2 separate regions of the Mus musculus genome follow, and region 2 is linked to region 1. The links are chromatin contacts, called in public HiChIP or PLAC-seq maps. All regions are on one chromosome and are shown on one strand. The core of a region is the stretch at or near the end of the contact, and the rest is flanking DNA. Distances in the headings are between cores, read along the strand shown. Region 1 overlaps Crybg3 (beta-gamma crystallin domain containing 3). Region 2 holds the start of Arl6 (ADP-ribosylation factor-like 6).

Region 1 (5,982 bases), core at 694-3,193:
TCAAAACAAGCATAATGATATGCAGCTTATCCACAGTGACTGTAGTTCAGTAGTTGTGACTACATGCAGGGAGATTTGAAAGAAAGAAATGAGGGGGAGATGGAGGAGGAGGAGGAGCAGCAGCAGCAGCAGCAAAACAACAACAACAACAACAAACAAACAAACAAACAAACAAACCCCAAGAAAGCAGCTAGAAGCATAAAGAATGGCCATTTAGGACAGAAAAAAAATGCCTTGTGGTAGGTCTGTTGCTATTATGAATGTTTGAGTGCTGGGGCGGGGCTTGTTTAATTGTGTCAACTCGGCACAGCTAGAATCATCTGGGAAGAGAGAACCCCAGTTGACAAGATGCCTTCATGGTAGTGGGCTGTAGGCAAGTCTATGGGGGCATTTTCTGATGAAAGGCTGAAGTGGCCCTGGCCACTGTGTGTGGTGCCCTTGAGCATGTGGTGCTAGACATAAGACGGAAGCTGAGCTAGACCACAAGGAGCAATCTAGTAAACAGCATCCCTCCACGGCCTCCATCTGCTTCAGTTCCTGCCTCCAGGTTCCTGTCTTGGGTTCCTTCCCCGATTTTCCTCAGTGATAGTGGGACCTCAGAGTTTTAAGTCAAAATCAATCCTTTCCTCCCCAAGGTTCTCTTGGTTGTGGTATTTTAAGACAGTGATAAAAGCAAACTAAGACAGACTTCAAACATGAGGTCACCCGTGGTTATCCAATTTAGATCCTAAAGGACATAGGCAAAATGTGCATTTGTTTCCACAATGCAGGGCAAAATAGAAAAAGATAATAAAGGGTACTGGCAGGAGCCAAGGGGAGAGTTTGGTGAAGGAGACTCAACAATGGAATGGGGATGAGAGACTACCAGAAAGTCACACAAAAACTTTAGGGAAGAAATGAAATGAACAGCTCAGAGGGAAAGAGTTAAGAGGTTTTCATGGTGGTTTGTATCTGTGTGTATGAGAGAGGGGGGAGGGAAGGGGAGAGGGAGGGAGGGAAGGAGAGAAAGGGAAGGGAGGGAGGGAAAGAAGGAGGGGAGGGAGGGAGGGAGGGAGGGAGGGAGGGAGGGAGGGAGGGAGGGAGGGAGGGAAAGAATATTCCTAAATTCCTTAATGGGATGGAAAATGAGAAGGGAGAGAAAACAATTATATCTAGTACTTGCTACAGATTAGATGTTTGAAAGTTGCCATAGGAGCAGAGTGGGATAGTGATGATAATGACCATTAACAGGACTGGGAATGAAAGAAGGCGCCTGAGAGGGAAAGCGGAATGCCCAAGCACTGCTGTGGAGGGCGCACTGGGGACCTGAGAGGTGTCGGGGACAGCAGGCTGCTATGTGGGCTACAGGCAAGGAGTCTACTATGTGGCCTAGGGGAGCGGTACAGAGCCATCAGTAACAGAAACCCCCAGCTAACAGAGACCGTGGCCAAGGACGATTTCCAGAAAACGCGCATGGAAGGAGGGCAGGGCAGGCGGATAAGGAAATCTGCATTTCATGTCATGAGTTCACTTTACTAATCTCTACTACCTTTTATTTAGTGCTTACTAAAAAACTTGGTACATGATTAGTACTCAGTAATTAAAGTTGAATAAATGAATGTTCAGTAAAATCATTCTTGTGCAGTATTCTTAATATATCTACAGAGAATTCAGTCAGTTTAAACACCGCCACCACCCCCAATCAAAGCAAAAGAGAAAGCCCTTAAACTCTCCTCTCCCACATCACTAATCAGTTGAGCTTTCTATTCCCGGAGGCTGCAGGGCAAGCCACAGCCACCAGGCTTGCGGTTCCTGTCGTCAGCTTGCTCTCTCGCACCCAATACACTCATTTCTAAATATAGAAGGCCGTGGTTTCAGCGAAACACTTAAGCTTCTTTAAACCTAGCAGTTGATCTCTTTCATCTTAGGAAGCCATCTGGTAACCATCACCAAGGTTGGTAAAACCCTTACAGAGAAACAACCCGACACCAACCCGGTCCGAGGGGGCTTGAAACTTACACTAAGGAACACTGTCAAACACATCAGCTTCCATACACACGGCTACAGCTGGAGGAGATCTGGACGAAACCTCCAGGCCTCGGTTCTCTTTGCCAGCACCACCTGCTCTGCCATTGCTTTTCTCAGACACTGATACAACAACCAACAGTTCCCCATGGTAAATCCTACAGGAAATCTAAGAGGGAATTAGGACCACGGTCTATGGTGTACCATGCTCCTCATGTGACAGGTCACCAGACCTCCTCTAGGCCAACAGTCCTTTTGTTCTTTTTTTAAAAAGGAGGCTGGCTTTGTGACAAGGGCAGACAAAGAATATACTGAGGACTTTTAAATGTGACCACCTCATTGCCAAAACCCTGATAACAGAGACCACCTCCCTGATAACAGAGACCACCTCCCTGCCTCCCTAGGTGTACGCTGTGCCATTTGAATATTATCTTGTCAGCTTTAACTGTCCTCTAAAATGAAGTAGAAAAGCCAATTGATGACTCTCCTTCTTAAAAAGCTTTCATCCGTTGAACAGAAATGGGTGCACGATGCTGAGTTTCTGCAGAAGCACCAGATGTGACTCTGACTCCTGCCCTCCACTGTCATGAAAACAACCACGACCCTGGTCAAAGGCGATCCCATCCTACCCACCCACCAGTAAGACACACAAGTGTGTGTCTACAATCAGTGCTCGGTCTGAAACAGAAGCTACTCAACGGCTCTGTGACGGCTAAAAGAAGATGTGGAAAGTTAAAAAAGAAATTTTGTAAACACCCATGTTAGAAAGTACAAAGATTCTGAGGACTTCTGTGAACGTTAATTCACAATATTACCTCTAACCATGTGAAAACCAGGGTGGGCCAACTTCTTTTTCATGCTCACTATATTTACCAGTCGATTTATCTGCACTAGAACTAAAAGCTGTCACCAGTTCGATAATTCCTGCTGTAACTGGTTTCTTTCCGAGGTGTTAACTGAGACCCAGACAAATTAAGAGACTGTCTGTCCCAAGTCACATTAGTGGGGCAACAAGTCTGGGAAACTCCTTCTACAGTGAAATCATTGCAACACTACAGATCATATATCCAGGGACCTCTCAACTGTAGCCTTCATCTCTACAGAGAAAAGGTAGCCTGGATAAAACTGTCACTTATAGAACAGGCTGATCCCACATGAAAATGAAATCTTAAGGCTCTCAGTGTGATATGATAGCATTAAGGCACTGGGCACTTAGTCTTAACGTGTCCACAGAACTGCAGGCGATACCCTCAATAGCTGCAGGGCTCATCATTCAAAACAAACCCAGCAGAATAGCCTTATATGTAAACTTAATGCAACCAAACAGAAACATTTCCTAGGATGAATCTAGATCACACTGGCTAGTGGCACAGCTACATACAAAAAGGCATATCATTCTAAGATCGCTATGGAGCAACAAAGAAAGCAGACGGGAGGGGGAGACAGAAGACCGAGGTCTAGGACTCTCCGTGGGAAGGAGACATGGAAACTGCATGTGACTGGGATCTGGAGGGATGGCTCATTTGTCATAGGTACACTAGTTTTGACATGCCTACTACCTTATTGTAACCAAATACATGCTCAAATACTAGCCTTTTGGTGACTGAAACAGTCTCACATGTTCCTCGTGATGGGCAGAAATGCCCCGCACAGACTTTTCAAGCATTCCAGCCATTAGGATCTACTTCTGTACAGATTACCTAAAATTGAGTTGATTCCATTCACCAAATTAAAAATCTTTCAAAAACTTTTTTTACTAAGGTACTTTCGTATTTAGGACATCTTTTGTTTTCAGAGATAATCGACACCAGGCATTATCTCAGTTGACATGACCACTAAAATGTGCTTTAAAAATACAATCCCTTCCCCCTGTGAATACGGCCTACTTTTCCAATGCTTTTTCAAGATTGGTGCTGAGCATATCACACTTCTGTTTCCGTGCCTCTTACCATTTTAGCGGTCTTCCCTTGACAGACAGGACGCATTAGGGGCCCCTTACTCTCAGAGTTAGTGTCCATGGGACAAGAGGGAGAGACCAAGAAGTCTATTTGTAGTCTCATTCCTTAGCCAAGATGCTATTCTTAGCCTGATACCAAGAATACTCTCTCCAAGAATGCTTTGGGAAACAAGATGACACCACTAAGGTTCAGATCAAAGGAGCTGAACATGGACCTTACCCCTAAAGTCACCTCTGGTTGGAAGGTCTGAGTCGCCCCCATTATAATTCAGGGCTTACCATCAGCTCTGTGTTCATCTCAAGCTTTGACCAGCCATGAACTTGGGGAATCCTCTTAGTAAGAACTTTGATGTATCCTGGACTCCTGTTACCTCCCTTGTACAGATCCTGGAGAACAGAAGCCTAGGACAGGCAGCCCAGAGTGCTGGCTTTCTCACACTTAAATTTCTAAATATACCTGTGGCAAAGAAGAACTTATGTACTCTATAGACATGAGCCTCCATGGGGACACAGCCTACTGCATAGACCAGGTAGGAAAGTCCTTGCTTACCAGAATTCAAGTTTAAGTCAATACTAATGGTACTCCATGCCTTAATGTAGACTGGAATCCTGAGTAGCAAGTTGTCCTGTGACTCAATTACTATGTAAATGTAATGATGCTATCCTTTTTATAGTTAAGCAGCTATAACAATTTTAAGCATCTCACTTAATACTGCAGTGGCTTTATAGAGTCGATTTGTTGTTGTTGCTGTTGTTGTTGTTGTTTGTTACAGATATAAATGAGAAAGTGCCAAACATCAACCAGGCTGAGGAAAAGTACCAAACTGAGATGTAAGCACATATCTCCATTTCCCTAGTGCTTGAGGTTACATTCTGACAAGTCCCCTTTAGCTGGATTTCATGACTGAACCTCACTTTCATAATAACCAATAGTTGAATTATTTCTGTTTTGATAATGTGGTGTTTCCCATAATAATATTTCTCCTCGATCCAGCAATACCTCTCCTGGGCATATATCCAGAAGATGCCCCAACAGGTAAGAAGGACACATGCTCCACTATGTTCATAGCAGCCTTATTTATAATAGCCAGAAGCTGGAAAGAACCTAGATGCCCCTCAACAGAGGAATGGATACAGAAAATGTGGTACATCTACACAATGGAGTACTACTCAGCTATTAAAAAGAATGAATTTATGAAATTCCTAGCCAAATGGATGGACCTGGAGGGCATCATCCTGAGTGAGGTAACACATTCACAAAGAAACTCACACAATATGTATTCACTGATAAGTGGATATTAGCCCCAAACCTAGGATACCCAAGATATAAGATATAATTTGCTAAACACATGAAACTCAAGAAGAATGAAGACTGAAGTGTGGACACTATGCCCCTCCTTAGATTTGGGAACAAAACACCCATGGAAGGAGTTACAGAGACGGAGATTGGAGCTGAGATGAAAGAATGGACCATGTAGAGACTGCCATATCCAGGGATCCACCCCATAATCAGCATCCAAACGCTGACACCATTGCATACACTAGCAAGATTTTATTGAAAGGACGCAGATGTAGCTGTCTCTTGTGAGACTATGCCGGGGCCCAGCAAACACAGAAGTGGATGCTCACAGTCAGCCAATGGATGGATCATAGGGCTCCCAATGGAGGAGCTAGAGAAAGTAGCCAAGGAGCTAAAGGGATCTGCAACCCTATAGGTGGAACAACATTATGAGCTAACCAGTACCCCGGAGCTCTTGACTCTAGCTGCATATATATCAAAAGATGGCCTAGTCGGCCATCACTGGAAAGAGAGGCCCATTGGACTTGCAAACTTTATATGCCCCAGTACAGGGGAACACCAGGGCCAAAAAGGGGGAGTGGGTGGGCAGGGGAGTGGGGGTGGGTGGATATGGGGGACTTTTGGTATAGCATTGGAAATGTAAATGAGTTAAATACCTAATAAAAAATGGAAAAAAAAAAATCCAAATCCTATTAGAATACAATGTACCTAGAGCAAAGTA
Region 2 (6,610 bases), core at 3,237-5,736, 120 kb after region 1:
TGGCTGCACACCCATGAGCCTTGGGGTGGCACTAATTGGACCCTCCTGGTTATTAAAAAAAAAAAGCGAGAAGAGAGCATAAAATTGGGAGGAATTATACAAGAGGGGGTAGGGGGCCTGGGAAGAATTGGAATTTGGGAATAGCAAGTAGATAAGCTCAAAATGCACTATATACAAGTATAAAATTCTTAAAAAACAAGTTACTATATTAAACTTTCTATTCAACTGTCTAGAGCAGTCTTTAAATGACAACAAAATGAGCCACCCACTAAAGCAATACAAGGCAGAATTACTTTGAAGTCAAATAAAACTGCTGCTAATACAACGCCTGCTTTGTGTAGCTTTGTGTCTGTTCCTATCCCCCAATGGTACTGTTACATTTACACTTCACATCTCCAAATGAAGCTCTTTAAGGGTCTTTCATTTGGTGTCATCAAACCCTAAATATTACTGTATGATAGAAGAAAAATACTTTTTACCAACCACCCCAGTACTACCGACACTGCCACAATACATGTCTACTTAGTATTTTTCTTTGCTCTCTGAATATTAATTTCTAGAGTTCTTGAAACATTAATTCACTTTATTAATTCTCATGTTCATTTAAGGTCACAAAACTCAAACACGTTACAACTCCTTTAATGTCTTTTATGCTATGCCATCCCAAGCAAAGGACGTGAAGGAAAGGCTATCAGTAGTAAGTCAAATGCATAAGAAAAGTGACTGCATCGCTGACATTCTGCTTATTACTTTTGGGAGAGCGCTATCAGTATAAAGTACATCAACTTTCAATGATGTGCCTTCAAGAAGCAGTGCACACCTAATGGGCAGATCTCTTTCTTATCCTAAGGATCAGGATGGGTTTAACCTGCGTAGTCGCTCAAACCTTTTCATATTAGAAATTCAAAGCCCATTTCAAAACATTTCTTTGAATACCAACTTAGGAGTTGGAATTTGATGAATCTATCTTAAATTTTCTTTGCTACATAAAACAATTCATATTTATCATTTTAGTTGGAATTGGCTATTAAGTCCTATAGGGGGAAGTATGTTAATATAATGCTTCTATGTTTTTTTTATTTTCCATATAATCTTTAACATATTTTCAAAATTACAACCTCTCTGTTTTTCATGTCTCCTCTCTGTGTAAGTACTACAAGGCATTGATTGTTAAAAGGTACTATCATAGATATTCATTGTCCACAATCTTTTGTGACTTTCTATCATTTTTCTCAAATACCTGAGATTTATTATTGAAATATTTGGGAATATAAAATTTTAAAGAGCTTTTCAATTTTTTTTATGTGCAACATGAAAAACCCTACCAGAGCAGTGTTTAAATTTGGTTTATTCTATCACTAATAAAACTGAATATCACTGAAACTTGCTTTTTATTAGTGTTTCTCTCATGGGCTGCTTGTCATATCTGGTGGCTACTGCTTTGATTACTGTATGTAGTCATGTATATATTCCATGCATATGTATTGCAAACTATCTCAATCAATTAAAATTTACTTTATTACAATTGTTTTATAAGACGGGGCTTTTATCTGATGACATTGGTGGTTTTCTTTGGTTTCTTTCTTTAGTTTTAGGTCTAGAAATATTTCCTTCTCTTCAGTATTTTGAGCATATTAACTAATATTCTGTTTCTTTCATCTGTAGTTAATTTTTCAGGTTTTAAATTCTAATTTTCCTGAAATGTACTTGGGTATGAGAGCTGATTCAGAGAACTGGCTGTCCTTCTGCCCCTCCCTTTTCTTTATATTTTATATTCTTATATGTGTTTGGATCTAGCAATAGGCTCTCTGTACATTCTAAACTATATTCTGGAAGCGAATTCTTAGGGATTACTTCTAAGAAAAATTTCAAGGTCACTGATGCTTGAGAAATTTTATATAAGCTTCTACAGCGCATTATTCTTTAATATGCTGATACTATCTCTAAAGCTCCAAGAGATGGACAAAGAAAGTACTACTGTCTGTGAGGACTTGTTCACAAGAACCTTTTTGGGGAAATATTTCAACTTCACACAAACTGGGAAACCTGATCTATTCTATTGGTCTGTTTGTGACATCATCTCTCAATTCACATATCCCTATACTTTGTCATGTGAAACACTAAGCTTCCTTTCTCTAACGTCCCCTTTTCAGATTTACCAGTTTCTTCAGCTTTGAAGGGGAACTATACCCTGAAAGTGGGCTTCTGGGGGACTGATGCGCTGCTGATTTTATTGTCTTCTTCCATTTCCTTATTTTTCTTTTTTAAGTTTAGAGAAAGCAAGTTCTTAGGTACAACAAAGTTCTCCAAAGGCTAAGTACAGCTATTCTGAGGTAAGTCCATAAAACGTTCTTTAAGAAGAAACAAAACCCGCTGTGACCGAGGAAGCCTGGCTAGTCAATAAGAGAGAAGAGCAGGGTGAGCTGGACTCAGAATCTGGAGCATGGGGAGTAAGCCATAAAGATCTGGAGTTGGATCATAAAAGTTGAGAACACACATCACAAAACACTCTCAGCCAGTTTTCATCCTCTCATTGGTTCTGAATTTCTTCCAAATAGTAGTTTAAAAGTTCTTACCAATAAAATCACCTCACTGTAATGAACTCACAAATAAAAACATCACACAATTAGATTAAGCAAAAACTCAAGCAAAAACTTGCCCAGTCCCAAACTCTCAGCAAACTTCTACACTTAGGAAGACTCTTGTAAAGCAATTGGGCTTTTGCTTAAGGGTTTACATTTTTACTACCAATTAAAAATTTACACAACACCCAAAACAAGTGTGACAGGGTTGAAATTAGGGAAACAATTAGCTTTATAATCTCTTTCCCTACTCATGTCTATTAAAATTTTCTAAAGAAAAGTATAATCTTAGGGACTGGTTATGTGGCAAAATGGTAAAGTGCTTGCCCACAATGTGCAAAGCCCTAGATTTAATCTCAGGCACTGTAAAACAAAAAAGAAAAAAATAAATAAAAATTATACTCTTAACAGCAGAGACCGCACAGCTCTTCTAGGGGACCAGAGTTTGACTGAGGCTCTCAAGCACCTGTAACTCCAATTCCAGGGCTGGTCACACATTCTGGATTCAACAGGTACTACACAACATGAACAATTATTACATAGAGAGGTGGGGGGAGAGGAGAGAGAACATGGTATAAAGTTGATACTGACGTAAACTATGCCTTAAAGGATAAAAAAAAAGAAAAAAGAAAAGAAAACCCAGCATATTCGCTAGATTAGGAACAAAATATACCTTCAGCTTAAAAAGTCTTACTGTATGTATTGTATAACGCTGGCAAAATTGATAGCTAAAGTAAACTTGGCTAAAATGAAACAACTCCTGTTCTTGAATCAAGAACACTTAGGTGTCTGAGCTGCTTTCTGAGAAGAATCAGCTTTCCAAAGGATTAGGTGGTTACCAGAAAAGCACTGAAGATTTAACATGTTATCCACATGTTAAGACCTTAGCGTTAAGCTGCAGAGAAAGATGAGATGAGACAGAGAAAAACGCCAGAAATGCTACTTTAAACATGATAGTAGTGTGGGCTGTTGAACATTCTTACTACCCCAATAAAACAATCTTATTAAGTTAGAAAATTTGATGATGAAATTTCAACCAAATTATTCATACATCATATAAAAAGGTCCGTCTTGGGCAGCGTTAAAGTCAACCAAACAAGCAAACAGCATTGGCCCAAAGCAGTTCAATACATTTTCGAAGCTCCTTGGTATACATCACATAAACTCAATTTTTTCCCCATCTCTCACAGATGAGAGATGATCTAACTCACTTAGATTCAAAAATACGGGTAATAGTTTAGAGTAATTCTAAATCGGACAGGGAGCGGGTATTCTCTGTCTACCAGGGTGGAAATGGCTGCGAACAGGTAGCGGGAACTTTTTGAACTAGTGGATCCTGCCGCCGGTTCCACAGCGCTACAGACACCGTGGAAAGGTCGTGTTCATGTTATCAAGGGTGAAGCTGATGGCGTGAAAAATCATACCCAACAGAGCTGAAAGAGAACACACAGATGATGGTGAAGAGAGAGAAAAAGCGGGGTGCGGATGGAGGTACCTGATCTTTGACGCCAATCCAAAGGCCAAGGGGCTGACAAGGACAGGAAAGGACGCACTCTTGTACCCGTTTCCGCGGTGGGATCTTCCCCGGAGCCTCAGCCTTCCTCTCTATGCCTCCGTAGGAAGGTTCCCTTGTCCCAAGCACAGCCCCTTCTACAAGTTGGGAGAAACAGCCGGTTCACCCAGGATGCGAGCATCAGTGGCTGAGCAGGCGCCCCGGCGCGCGGCGTTCCCTTGGCAACGGGAGCTTCTTCCGGTCCCAAAGCCACGCCCACCCGGGCGTCGTAGGTGTCCGCCCACAGGTTCTCCTTTCTGCGGCTGGAGAGCTCTGGGTAAAAAAATTAATGGCCTGATTCCCGCAGAGGAACTCTGTTAGCGAGAGTGTGAGCACGGAAGACACGGGGAGCCGCCACTGCATTGGGAGCCGAGTGGTAGCTCCCGTGCTGCTGGGACGCAAGGGAGCTGGAGGCGCGCGCACAGCCTGCCGGGAGGCGTGCGGGGCGGCCTTAGCTGCGCGCGCATCGCTGGTTGCTGGCCTCCGGGGTTCTGGTTAGCGCTTTTGGCCGGACTGCCATATCTGTGGGTGGCAATGTTTTGGCTTGACCGCCCTCGTCGTGGGCGGCGTGAGGCAGGGAAAGGATCTACTTAGATATGCTACTCCCATTACACAGAGCCTTTCCTAGGCTCAGCTAGGCCTGAGAGCGAGCGAGCGAGCTCTGCAGAATACAGTTGTAAGTACAGGCAGGAGAGGGAAACTGGTCAAAACCAGTCAGTATTTAAAAACAGAAACATTATTTGGCAAAGGAAGTGTGACCCTGTCCCTAGTTCTTAGCTGTCTGTTGTCCCGGATATTAACTAACACCAGACATGAGTTTGTGGATCAGAGAGTTTGATAGTTACCGTTCTTAAAATCACTTGGAGTTTATAGCAATAGAAATAATTTGTGCTAATTGAAAGTTTTTTAGATAGACACTTTCCCGCCCATTTGCATTGTTCCCAACAGACAGGCTACAGATGCAACAATTAAAGATCTACATTTTATTTTATTTATTTTTACTTTTTTTTTTTTTTTTTGACTTCAAACTAGCCATTTCCCCCATCCTACTCCTCAATGAATGACTGCATGACAAACTTGTATTTGAAAAGTTTCATCTCTTCATATCACTTGTTAGCATAAATGTGGGATGTTACTTTACTGGTTTTACCAGTTAGTATGTTCAACTACCATACTTGTTTTTCTGCCCGTTAAGGAAGCTGGCCGATTATTTGGACTTGGAGTAGGGTGAAGAAACTGAAAGGAATTCCATCAAAGAGATAGTGGTTAAGACACTGGTATATGCACTGCGGTAGAGTGCTTTTCTGGTGCCTTTCCAAATTCCTTAGTACTCCTAATGTGGAGTAAGGTCTAGTTCTGGTCTCCTGACTCTTGTAAGGCAAAAACCAGACTGAGTGAACAAAACTTCTATAGTTTGTACATCCAAAGGTAGTAACATAAATGCCCTTGTTAAAACAGAAAATGGAAATATACTATACTCTGTGGTCTAGTAAAATTACCCTTTGTGTATATTTCATCTTTGTCTTCAAAAATGTATCTAATCTAGTGGTTTTGAGGACAAAGGAAAGAAAAAAGTATGCATGTCTGACCAATAGATAGCACGTGTTCAATAGATAAGCTTCCTTCGTTGTGAATTTTTTATTACTCAAAGAAAATCAGCTCAGTTCCTGATGTGGTTGTCCTTTAACTTCTGGCCCCAAATGCAGGGGTTCCTAATTTACCAGGAACTATTAAACCGCTTCTCTTTGGCTCACTTTGACAAAACTTGGATGCTTATTTGCTTATATAATATTTTCTCTCTAGACATAGAATAGAGCTTATGTCTCTGATTTTCCCCCTTTAGGCAGATATTATCAGATTTTTTTTTTTCCTACAAAGCATTAGGAGGAAACTAAATATATAAGAACAGACCGAGCAACCATTTTTATAGTAAATTTAGATGACATTTAAAAATTATTTTTGTTGGATTTATTGACTTTTTTTATGTTTGTTTTGTCTGCTTATATGTATGTGCACCACAAGAATACTTGGTGCCTGGAGAGATCAGAAGAGGGTATCATATCTACTGAGACTGGAATCAGGGAAGATTGTGAGCCACCATGTGGGTGCTACGACTCAAACCTGACTCCTCTGCAAGAGCCACGAGTGCTCTAAACCATGGAGCCCTCTTCATCCCCAACTTAGGTGATTTTTAACAACAAAAGGTGAACAGTTTTGTTTTTTGTTTATTTAAGTGTAGTTGATCTGCTGTTTTATTGTATTAGAGATTAAAGAGTTCACATGACTCCTAAATTCTATTTAGTAATCTAGAAAATGTTGAAAAAAAATGAACCCTAAAACAGTGTAAATATTTCAGTTGTTTGGATCTGCTGTTTTGATGGTTGGCAGCTGTAACCTATCTTGAGTAAACCCAAAAGCAAGACGTAATTCCACTCGACTTACAAAGTTAGTTTGACTCTCTTGATTTTATTGTGAG

What was found. HiChIP or PLAC-seq counts read pairs in DNA pulled down with a chosen protein or histone mark.
Region 2: a BATF HiChIP or PLAC-seq map of CD8 T cells shows a contact between it and region 1, with 8 read pairs. The contact joins the promoter of Arl6 here to the enhancer-like site in region 1. A contact is called at or near these places in 8 of 39 promoter capture datasets (3T3-L1-derived adipocytes, the C10 cell line, the HPC-7 cell line and 4 more), 4 of 484 Hi-C or Micro-C datasets (8-cell embryo, CD4 T cells, embryonic stem cells and 1 more), 6 of 115 datasets of contacts at active chromatin or transcription factors (CD8 T cells, bone marrow-derived macrophages, embryonic stem cells and 2 more) and 3 of 9 other capture datasets (adipose tissue, liver and pancreatic islet).

The regions. Positions count from the first base shown.
Region 1 is chr16:59,515,803-59,521,784 of GRCm38.p6, forward strand. All of the region lies in intron 17 of Crybg3 (beta-gamma crystallin domain containing 3), which reads right to left. Among named protein-coding and RNA genes, the nearest start is that of Riox2, 47 kb to the left of the region's middle. Within about 2 kb of position 1,944, at least 96 of the 459 cell types and tissues checked have an H3K27ac peak or open chromatin away from gene starts, as enhancers often do. A contact at or near this core is called in CD8 T cells, the HPC-7 cell line, bone marrow-derived macrophages and 1 more, where this site is marked.
Region 2 is chr16:59,634,853-59,641,462 of GRCm38.p6, forward strand. Arl6 (ADP-ribosylation factor-like 6) reads right to left here and starts at 4,487. Exons shown (of 8, transcript NM_019665.3): 1 at 4,078-4,487. 4930547E14Rik (RIKEN cDNA 4930547E14 gene) reads left to right here and starts at 2,093. Exons shown (of 3, transcript NR_040564.1): 1 at 2,093-2,333. It also overlaps a transcript of Epha6 not described here.